Regions from separate parts of the Rattus norvegicus genome. Here region 1 is linked to region 2. Evidence: chromatin contacts called from public Hi-C data. All regions are on one chromosome and are shown on one strand. Each heading gives the region's core, a stretch centred on a gene start, on an enhancer-like site or on the middle of the called end of the contact. The rest is flanking DNA. Distances are from core to core; before and after follow the strand shown.

The links. A called contact is a pair of places that touch in the nucleus more often than the background predicts.
Region 1: a contact with region 2 is called in a Hi-C map of prefrontal cortex, with 4 times the contacts expected there. The contact joins two enhancer-like sites. A contact is called at or near these places in 12 of 12 Hi-C or Micro-C datasets (the A7r5 cell line, the Rat2 cell line, Schwann cells and 7 more) and 1 of 1 datasets of contacts at active chromatin or transcription factors (oligodendrocytes).

What each region holds. Positions count from the first base shown.
Region 1 is chr11:83,266,142-83,270,963 of GRCr8, reverse strand. All of the region lies in intron 3 of Xxylt1 (xyloside xylosyltransferase 1), which reads right to left. Among named protein-coding and RNA genes, the nearest start is that of Xxylt1, 110 kb to the right of the region's middle. Within about 2 kb of position 2,318, at least 41 of the 93 cell types and tissues checked have an H3K27ac peak or open chromatin away from gene starts, as enhancers often do.
Region 2 is chr11:83,173,733-83,178,314 of GRCr8, reverse strand. All of the region lies in intron 1 of Xxylt1 (xyloside xylosyltransferase 1), which reads right to left. Among named protein-coding and RNA genes, the nearest start is that of Xxylt1, 13 kb to the right of the region's middle. Within about 2 kb of position 1,409, at least 17 of the 93 cell types and tissues checked have an H3K27ac peak or open chromatin away from gene starts, as enhancers often do.

The DNA.
Region 1 (4,822 bases), core at 1,069-3,568, 92 kb before region 2:
CCCATGCAAAAGGCATGTACTCTCTGTGCGCAGAGCAGGGGGACATGTAGGACTCCCTAGGGCTGCAGGACCGAGTGTTACCTGCTGGATGGTTTAAACAATGGAAATCCCTCATTCTCCAGCTCAGGCTCCTCCTGGGATTCTGCTCCAGGTCTCTGGATGTGCCTGCTGGCAATCTTTGCCCTTTCTTTTTTGATAGAGCACTGACCTCTGCCTTCATTTCCACGTGGCATTCTCTCCATGTGAGTGTCTGCTGTAACCTCCTCTCTCTGTGAGGGCAACCGCAGTACTGGATCATGATCTGCCCCACTGATCTCACCTCAGCCAACGGCACTGTCGATGAGCCTGTCCTCCAATAAAGTCACGTTCTGAGGCAGGACATCAACATAGAAGCCATTGGGAGCTGAGGGGGCCGGAAAGGGAGAGAGGAAGAGAGAGAAATGGAAGGCGGGAGAGACAGGCTGGGACTCGACTAACCTTTGGCTGCTGACTGCCACCCAGCTAGCCTAGTTCTCTGGTGGTAGAGGCTTGATGGTAGCAGCATTTCCTATCAGGGGTGCAGCTGCTGTGGAGACTGCCTGGATTTCAGGGAAGAGACATAGTAGTAGTGACCACTCAGGATATTCCTGTATCATTCCCTCCTTACCCGTCCACTGCTTTGGCTGCCAACTTCATAATGATACATTTTTCTGTGTATCATTATGTGTTCGGGCTGGTAAGGTTGACGGACAAGACTAATATATGCTGTCCCCGGAGAGCAGTGGAACTGTATTATCTCAGTTACGACAGAATAGAGTTCTCCAAAATATAGACTCAATTTAAAGTAGAAGTGCAGTGGCCTGACTGCTGCCCCCTGAGGGAAATGTGTAAATGTGGATATTGTTTACCTGCCTACTTGTGTGATTTCTGTTCAAACAGATTGCGCCTGCTACATATGCAGAGAAGCCGCTGGGACTGGCTAGAAATAACTCAGGAACTGACTTCTTGTACATGGACTTGGCATTACAGTTGCTGCAGATGTGTTGTGCAAATGCTCGGTGCTAAGGTGGATCAATAATAAGTACACAGCTCGGCCGGTGTGCAGGAGGAAGCAGTGTGTCTTAACGCCAACGAGACTAGTTCTCACTGAGCAGCGGACGGGAGCTCAAGGTCATCTGGGTGCAACCTGGAAAAAGACTTCCGTGATCTCCTGTAGCTGAACACTGGGCAAACATGGGGTGAGGCTAATTGGATGCTTCAGAGTCTTGGACCGTCAGCCCATACTCCTCAAGCAAGACAAAGCCAGTCCATGGAGCCCGCCCACTTGCCAGGAACACACACACAGGCACGCATGAATGCACGCACGTATGCACCTCTAAGCTCCATTAAGCAGATCATGAGTTTGGGAGTCTGATCCATCATCCTGGAAGAGGGGCTGGTCGCTTTTGGGCCTTGCTTCCGGTATGATGAGAACATATCTAGCGGTGCTGAGAAAAAGCATTTTGCATCAGTATCCCTCACGCAAGGCCTGGCCAAAGCTGGCTCTCGGGCCATGGGACTTCCTGACATTTTCTTTTGCCATAGTAAGGGCAGAATCTTCTCAGGAAAACCTCTGCCTCATTGGCTCACAGGATTTAAACAGAGGTGAATTTACAGCGAGGTCTCTGACGGCTCCACTTCTGGATCACTTCTGAAAAGTATGTAAGAAGTCAACGTAATTTTTCCTGGAGCAGCTGGTCTGCTAGAGACATTAACACTTGCTATGTGCTGGGGCTTGTTCAGAGGAGTTTACACATTTTAATTTTTACTGTAGCTCTACAAGAGGGTACCATCCTGAATTTTACTTGACAGATGTGGAAACTAAGGCACAAAGACCTCCGTCAAGGTCTCAAAGCTACATGGCAGTGGAGTAAGGACTCACGGCCAGGCTGTGACGACCCAGCACCCATGTCTTATCCACGCCACTGTGATGCTGTATTTGTGAAACTCCTCTCTCTTACACTGATTTGGATTCCTGCCACATATGCACTTACCTTTTATTTAGCTTTCTGCTTCACTTTCTAATCATTTACTCAACACACTACAGACCTAGAGTTTCCTTAGAAGACTACACTATGTCCCCAAGACCCAATGACAAGGCAGGAAGGGACCCAGTGATGACCACGTACACTTGAAGAGGACAAGAGGAGCACATGCAGCCCTGAATGCATTCTGAGCTTCCATGAAAGGCAGCCAAGAGCCAGTAAGGAGCCTCAGTGGCAAGAATAGCACAAGCAAAGATAGTAACATGAACACTGGGCACAGCCTAGAAACAGTGAGCGTTTGTCCAACTTGGCTCCAGAGTGCAGAGCCTACGCCAGGCCATGAGGCCTCGAGAGCCAGGCCCAGGGGAGTGAAATTCCACGAACACTCCAAGAGCCAATTAACAGTGAGATAAAAATCTGCTGGGGCTCTCTGCATTCCGTCCTGTAACGGTGGCAACTTATCCTGAAGCAATACCCCCCACCCTAGTTTGAACCTCTCAAGGAAAGCTTTATAGTGGACCCCAGTGCCAGTGGACCCCAGAACTCAGCTGGCCAGACTGGTTCTCCCTAAAATCAGAGCCACATTTGTGCACTCATGATGGAGGGAGGGCCTGAGGTCTCAAGGATGACCTCTGCTTGGAGAGCTGGGAAAGATTCCCGAGTCTCCTGATATCAGATTCAAGTTCTCTTCATATCCTGCATATCATAAACGTGCCAGTGTGGGGCATCTGCTCTGCACACAGTGCTGACTGGGATCTGAGGGAAGGAAGTGGATGGGGCACTCAGCACTGAGCACTCTGTATGAGGCACTCAGCAGTAAGCACTCTGGATGAGGCACTCAGCAGTGAGCACTCTGGGATGGGGCACTCAGCACTGAGCACTCTGGATGGGGCACTCAGCACTGAGCACTCTGGATGGGCACTCAGCATCGAGCACTCTGGATGGGGCACTCAGCAGTGTATTACCCACGGATGAGGTCTCTACTGATGTCTGTTTCAAAATGCTCCCTTCTACCCCCTCTCTATTTCAAAACCAATTCTTGCCCCCAGGCTCTACTCCCCCACCCCAAATGCTGACTCCCCCACCCCAAATGCTGACTAGCAATACCCAAATCATCATTAATTCTCTAGCACTTGAAATGCATTTGTCTCCCAAAGCCCATGTGTTACACACCCATGTCAGAAGCAAGAAACATGTCTGTTAATTACAGTGCTGGGAGAACTTTGCATGCTCATGCATGGAGATGAGATGACAAAACTAGACACAAATCTCAGTGAGTTCAAACAAATGTCACAGGCCCTTAAGGCAGAACAGTATAGAACCTCACATCTGTCACTACACGAGACATAGATTTGTATCTTGACTACATGTTCTTGACTACACACCTTCCTAAGGCTTCTTCTCACCTTAGGAATACCGGGATCTGGAAATCTACAGAGCAATGAGGGATTACTGCCCACACATCAGGCCGGCACAACCAGAAAATGACAGCTGAGCAGGAAAGAGGTGGTTGCATAGACTGCTAATAAAAATGAAAATTATTATGGGCTATGGGCTGAACAATCTGGAAACATCTATCAAAATTATAAATCTTCCTACCCTTCAGCTCAATATCCCTACTCTATGGAATCTACCCCTGGGAAATAAAAACAGTAATTCACAAAGACACACAAACACATTTATAAATAATGGCATTACTTATACATTAAATAAAAAACCGGAGGCGAAGTGAATGCCCACGGAAATAAGAATGACTGAATAAAATATCGACTACCATACTCTAGAATAAATAAGAATGAAATACGAAGTGTACCAGCTGACTCCAGAGATGTTTTATGAAGTATCGATGAGCCGGAAAAGCACCCTCAGGGAAGGTGACTGATGTGGTCCCAGCTGTGTCATTTTAAAGGCGCGTGTGCACGTATGTTGTGTGTATTTAAATAATTGACTGTAGATGGTTTTTATAAGAATAAATAATTGGAGATATTACGATGAGTTATGTGGAAGGGAAGAAGGGAAGGGACTCCAGGCAACAGGAGGCTGAGGCTTCTGCTCCCCATCCCCTCACATTCCACTCACAAAGCTCTTTGCCAACTGTTCCCACTGTCTGCAAGGTTCTCCTGAATCTAGACACGAGATGTCACCCCTCCTTCGTTCTCTCCTCTCTCACATGAGCATCTGGAAGGAACAGCCACGCCCCGACGGAGCAGATGTCCTCAGTCAGCAGTTCCCTTCCAACAGCAACCATTGCACTCCTACATCAGCAGCCTCTGCACATGGAGGACGGCTGAGGCCAAAGCAGCAAACACAGGGGTCCCTCCTTCTTCCGCTCTGAGGTTTCTGCTGGGCCCAGTTCTCCTGGGCAGCCACTGCTGCTGGTCCGAGGGAAAGCACTAATCACAGGCTTCAGTGTATAAGGATGGCCACCCCAGGCACAGGACTCAGGCAGATGCTCTCTAGCCCCTGTCTCCCAAGAGTGTCACTGGGAAATGTCTGTGGGGAGGAGTTTTCTCCAACTGTGCCCTCAAGAGAGTTCCTTCTCTCACTGCTAAACTCCCTCCCCTGATGCCTACTCACGGGGAGTGCTTGCAATGCACCCCACTCTCCCCCCACCCCAACACCAGGCACAGACCCTACTACCTGGGCTTTCTGTCTTAGCCCTACTCTTCCCACAGGCAGGTGCTGGGCGCCTCCTCCTGCGTCTCCTGGTGGCAGGGCAGCTCCTTAGAGAAACAGCAGTTTGGACAGGATGCAGGCAAACTCCCCAAGGAGCTCCTGTCACCCCGAGAAGTGTGCAGGAGTCATGGGACAGTGTGGGG
Region 2 (4,582 bases), core at 160-2,659:
CATCAGCGCTTGGAGTGGGAAGAGGACAGAACGGCTGAGCCTGCACCTGAGGCAGCCCTGATGGGAGCCACTCCAGGGCACATGTCACAGCTGTCACCTCACACAGAGCACATGAAGAATGGCCACAGGAAAGTGAGATTAAGCAAATGCATCCCACCAGGAAAGAAAACTGAAGATGTAAAGACCTAAAAGTCTGGGAACAAACCAGAGAGAGGGTAGGCAGGGAGACAGGGAACCCACGCAGTCCTGGATCCCCTTGTCCCACAGTGTGATTGCTGTGATTTGATAACAATGGCTACTGTAGGCCCCTGTCTGAATGCTTGGTCCCTAGCTGGTAGAACTGTTTGGGAAGGAGTAGGAGGGATGTGGCCTTGTTTGAGGAGTTGTCAGTGAAATCACTGGGAATGAGGTTACAAAAGATTGTGATTCCCAATGCACCCTGCCCCAGGAACAAAACAAAGAGAAGGTGGGCAGGGGGACATGGATACCCAAGACATACTTCCTATTTGCTGATCCGAAGTGAGCTCTCAGCTATTGGTATTGTCTAAGCTCCACCCCCACAGCTACCTGGGAACAGCCCAGTATGCTCCGCCCCACAGTTGCCTGGCAACAGCCAGCTGTGCCTGACTATAAAATGGGGGCTGCTTGCTCCCTCCTCTCCTTCTTGCTCTCTCTTGCCCTTTGTCTTCCCTGCTCTCTTCCCCTCTTCCCTGTCCCTTCTCTCCCCATCTCCCCCTCCCCCTCCATGTGTCATGGCCCGCTACCTTTCCACTTTTCTACTCTTCTCTCATTAAACCTCTCCACGTGGAACCATGCTGGTTTGGTGCGTTCTGTCTGGTCTTGAGTGGAGACAAACCCCAGCACTAGCTCCCTGCCTCTGCTCTGCCATCTCGGACTCTAACCCTCTGAAACAATAAATGCTTTCTCTTGTTAAGTTAATTTGGTTATGGTGTTTTTATCACAGCAAAGAGAAGTGACTAAAAATGCCTTATGCTAGCCACTTGGATTTTCCTGGGCCCCAGTTTCCTCACAGGTAACTTGAAGGCACTAGACTTCTTCCTGCGACCCAGGGCCAAGTAAACACAGGAGGTACGAGAAGAGGCTCCCCCGCTCCACAGCGCACAGGCTGGCGCAGGAAGGAGGGTACCATGCCCTGGCCCTGGGCCAAGTGTCCTGCTTTTCATAAATCACTTGAGAACGCTCCCCCAACTGGTGAGGGGACGAAGTCACGTGTGTAAGCCCCTGAACAATACAGAGAGCACCCTGGTCACCATTCCCTGGGGCTCCAGATCTCACAGGCCATCCCCTGCTTCAGAAGGGTAAGAAGGAACCACCCAAAGCAACAGCCATTAAGGCTGCAGTGTTCCAAGGTCAGAAGGTCAGAGGTCCAGTCCAGTTCAGGTGCTCATGGCCATTCAGCTCAGGACTCTGCCCTGGGCCAGGGGCAGCTGTAAACTTCTTTTAAGAGAAAAGCATTCTGCAGACCATGGGCAAGACCAAGGCAGGCTCCAATATGATGCCTGCTCCTTGGGGGCTTTCACCTGAGGCCACTGCTGTAATCCTTGCAGGAGAGAGCTGGGGAGTCCACTCCCCTTATCTCCTCAGGAGTGAGGCCAGGAAATCAACCAAATCTCCCCCAAAGAACTGACTGACTCTCTGAAGCTCATTGCAGGAACTACCCCAGGAAAAGCTAAACAATGGCCTCTTCCCTCATCTCCTAGCCTCTGTTCAAAACAAATTCTAGAACATGAGCTTGCAACTTCCTGGTACCCATTTTAGACCCACCAGTAAGAGAACCTCTCATGTGACTCAGGGCTGGAGAGTGCCCACCATTCTGCCAACGTCAGCCTGTAGCACTACAGGGAAGTGACAGGAAGTTTAAGGGCAATGGGAGTTGTGTGTGAGATTTGTACAGGCAGCAGAGGCCAGATTACCACCTGAAGTCATCCACTCCCCAGCCTGACTAGCAACCAGGGGACACTCCTGTCTCTCCGTCCCCAGCACCAGGGGTAAAGGCAAGGACCACACGTTGGTTTTACAGGGCTGTGGGGGACATGGAGTCAGGTCTTCATGTTTGCCCAGTAAACATTTTACCAAATGAGCCATCTCTAGCCCACGTGGGAGTTCTTACGAAGTGGAGGGGAGCCCCTGAAGGGAACACTGACCTTTCTTTTCCTTTCTTTCAATTCCCAACCAAGTGACCTGGGGTCTCCACTGTGTGTTCCTGCTGCTGCCATCTGACGCCCCACCAGAGGCCTATACAATGCCTTTGTTTGACTATGGCTGTTACCTAAAATAACCCTTGGTGGGCTAAGACTATACCTTGATGGTAGAGCATTTGCCTAGTATGCGAGAGGCCCTAGACTCAATTCCAGCACAAACAAACAACCTGACTTTATAGACTGAGAATCGTTAGTGACTGTGATGGAGAGGATACATTGTTACTGTGATGGAGAAGTATCTAACCCATCACTTATGGTGAGAAGCTAAAGCTCAGACACTGAGAAAGCCATGAACTCAGCAGGAGCATCCTGGGCCGACCCTGTCCACCATGTCTGGGGCCAGGGCAGGGGCTGAAGACAGGAACGTGCCAGCAGACGCTCTGGGCAGATTAGGAACGCCTTAGCTCGTACAGTGAGAGAAACAATAGGAGTCTTTCCCAATAGCACTGGGGTTCCTTCACAATGATACAAGGAGGGGCAGTGGTGTTCAAAACCTTAGAAAGACCATCCTGGCTGGTCTCAGGTGGGGCAACCCCTACTGGAGAGCCGATGTCAACTGGGAGCCCTTCTCATTAGCATGATCCCACAGGCCTAGGAACTCCTGGGAGGGGGCACCCTGCAGTCCGCTCACTTCCTGTAGCTGCAGGCCACTGCTCACCCTTACTACCCACATCTACTCCTGCACCCATTCCACCTGCACTGAGCCTCACACTCCACCAGAGCTCGCGCCCGCCATGGAGACAGACAGAAGAGCCGGTCCTGCACTCTAGCAGCTGGTAAAGAGGCCAGAGTCAACACACCAGGGGTAGGCGAAAGGACGGATGGATATGGGGTGCGTAACACAATAAAAAAAAAGCAGCCTGCTGGGGAGTGTAGGACTACAGAGGGCAAAGGGGTGACAGATTCAGGAGAGGAAGTCCCAAGCACACACATGGGTGTGAGGTGAGCCCTCCAGAAGCTGGGCAGGCAAACTGAATGCAAGCCAGGCACCTAGGGCGCAGTCGTGCCTCCCTGTTGCTGGAGGATTTGCTAATCCAGGCAGCAAACATTCCCTCAACCAGGCTCCCCCGCCCCCTGCCTGCTCCACTCTGCCAGGCAGAAGAGTCAGGGGCCTACCATCCCAGTGGCCTCTGTCTCTTTTTTTCCAAATTACTATCAATGTCGTCCTCAAAGGTCCTCGCTCCCCCAGGCAGCCTCTGCATCCTCCTAGGCAGCCCCAAGCACTCCAGGAACCCCCTGCTTTGTCTTCTGGTCCCTCAGACAAGAGGTAGCCTCAGACAAGACGTGAGCATCACGTCTAATCCTGAGCAAGTGTCCAGTGAGTCCCTTCTCGGATTACATCTTGATCAGGACCCCACAAAACTGCCCATTTAAGGCAGGTCTCACTGACCCCCTCCCAACACACACACACACACACACACACACACACACACACACACACACACACTGAAGTGGCAGGAGCTGAGAATGTGAGCCTGCCAGCAAGCTTATGAGAAGTGTGGGTCTTTTGGTGACATGACCTTCTAAGTCACTGGCAGTTTACACTTATCCAATCCTTCAGTATCACAGTCTGTGTGCAATCTGACCAAGAAAACAACCTGAAAGATACTGACAAGAGGTAACCATCACCTGTCAACTGTTAGTTCCCGAGAGTTCCAATGGAGCTCCTAGAAGCTAATCACTCAAGCCTGCCAACTAGGCCTTCGAGTCACAGTAAGCACAGACTCGGGCTCTCCCACTGACTGCAGAATAGCCGGCAGGCATCCACAGAGCCTGCACCCAGGACCAAGTGGACAGCTGCGGGCTCCAAGGGAATGAGGGGAGCGTAATGATTAGAGCCTCTTCCTTCCCACAGCAAAGACACATGTCTATGGCACAGATACAATCTATGGCCTCTCCTCCCCCTCCCCCATCTCTGATCTCATCAGCCTGATTAGTGCTTACAGGAGAAGGCAAGGATACAACAGAGTACCCAGTAAAGCACCGAGTTCCTGCTTCCAGGACAAGCAATCGATGCACTGGAATGGGGGTAGGGAGCAGACCAGGAAGGAACACTGTAGCTTAGAGAACTGTGGACAGCACAGGGGCTCCCTGAGGTAAACCTGGGCAAACACTATTACTGCAAGCTCGCTGCACCACCCTCCCGGTGGGTGAGCCTTCTAGGATGCTGAGAAGGAACCCGCTCTCACACACCTACTCAGGAACGGGAAGCAGCAGCCTCCGACGATGCATTACTCACTCACTCGCTGAGAGCCAGGTGGGCCCTGTGCTATCAGGGCAGCTTTCTCTCACAGACAGCTTGGAAGACCATGAGGGGAAGGGAGTCAAGAGTGGAGGCTCACAAGTGTTACACCCAGGGC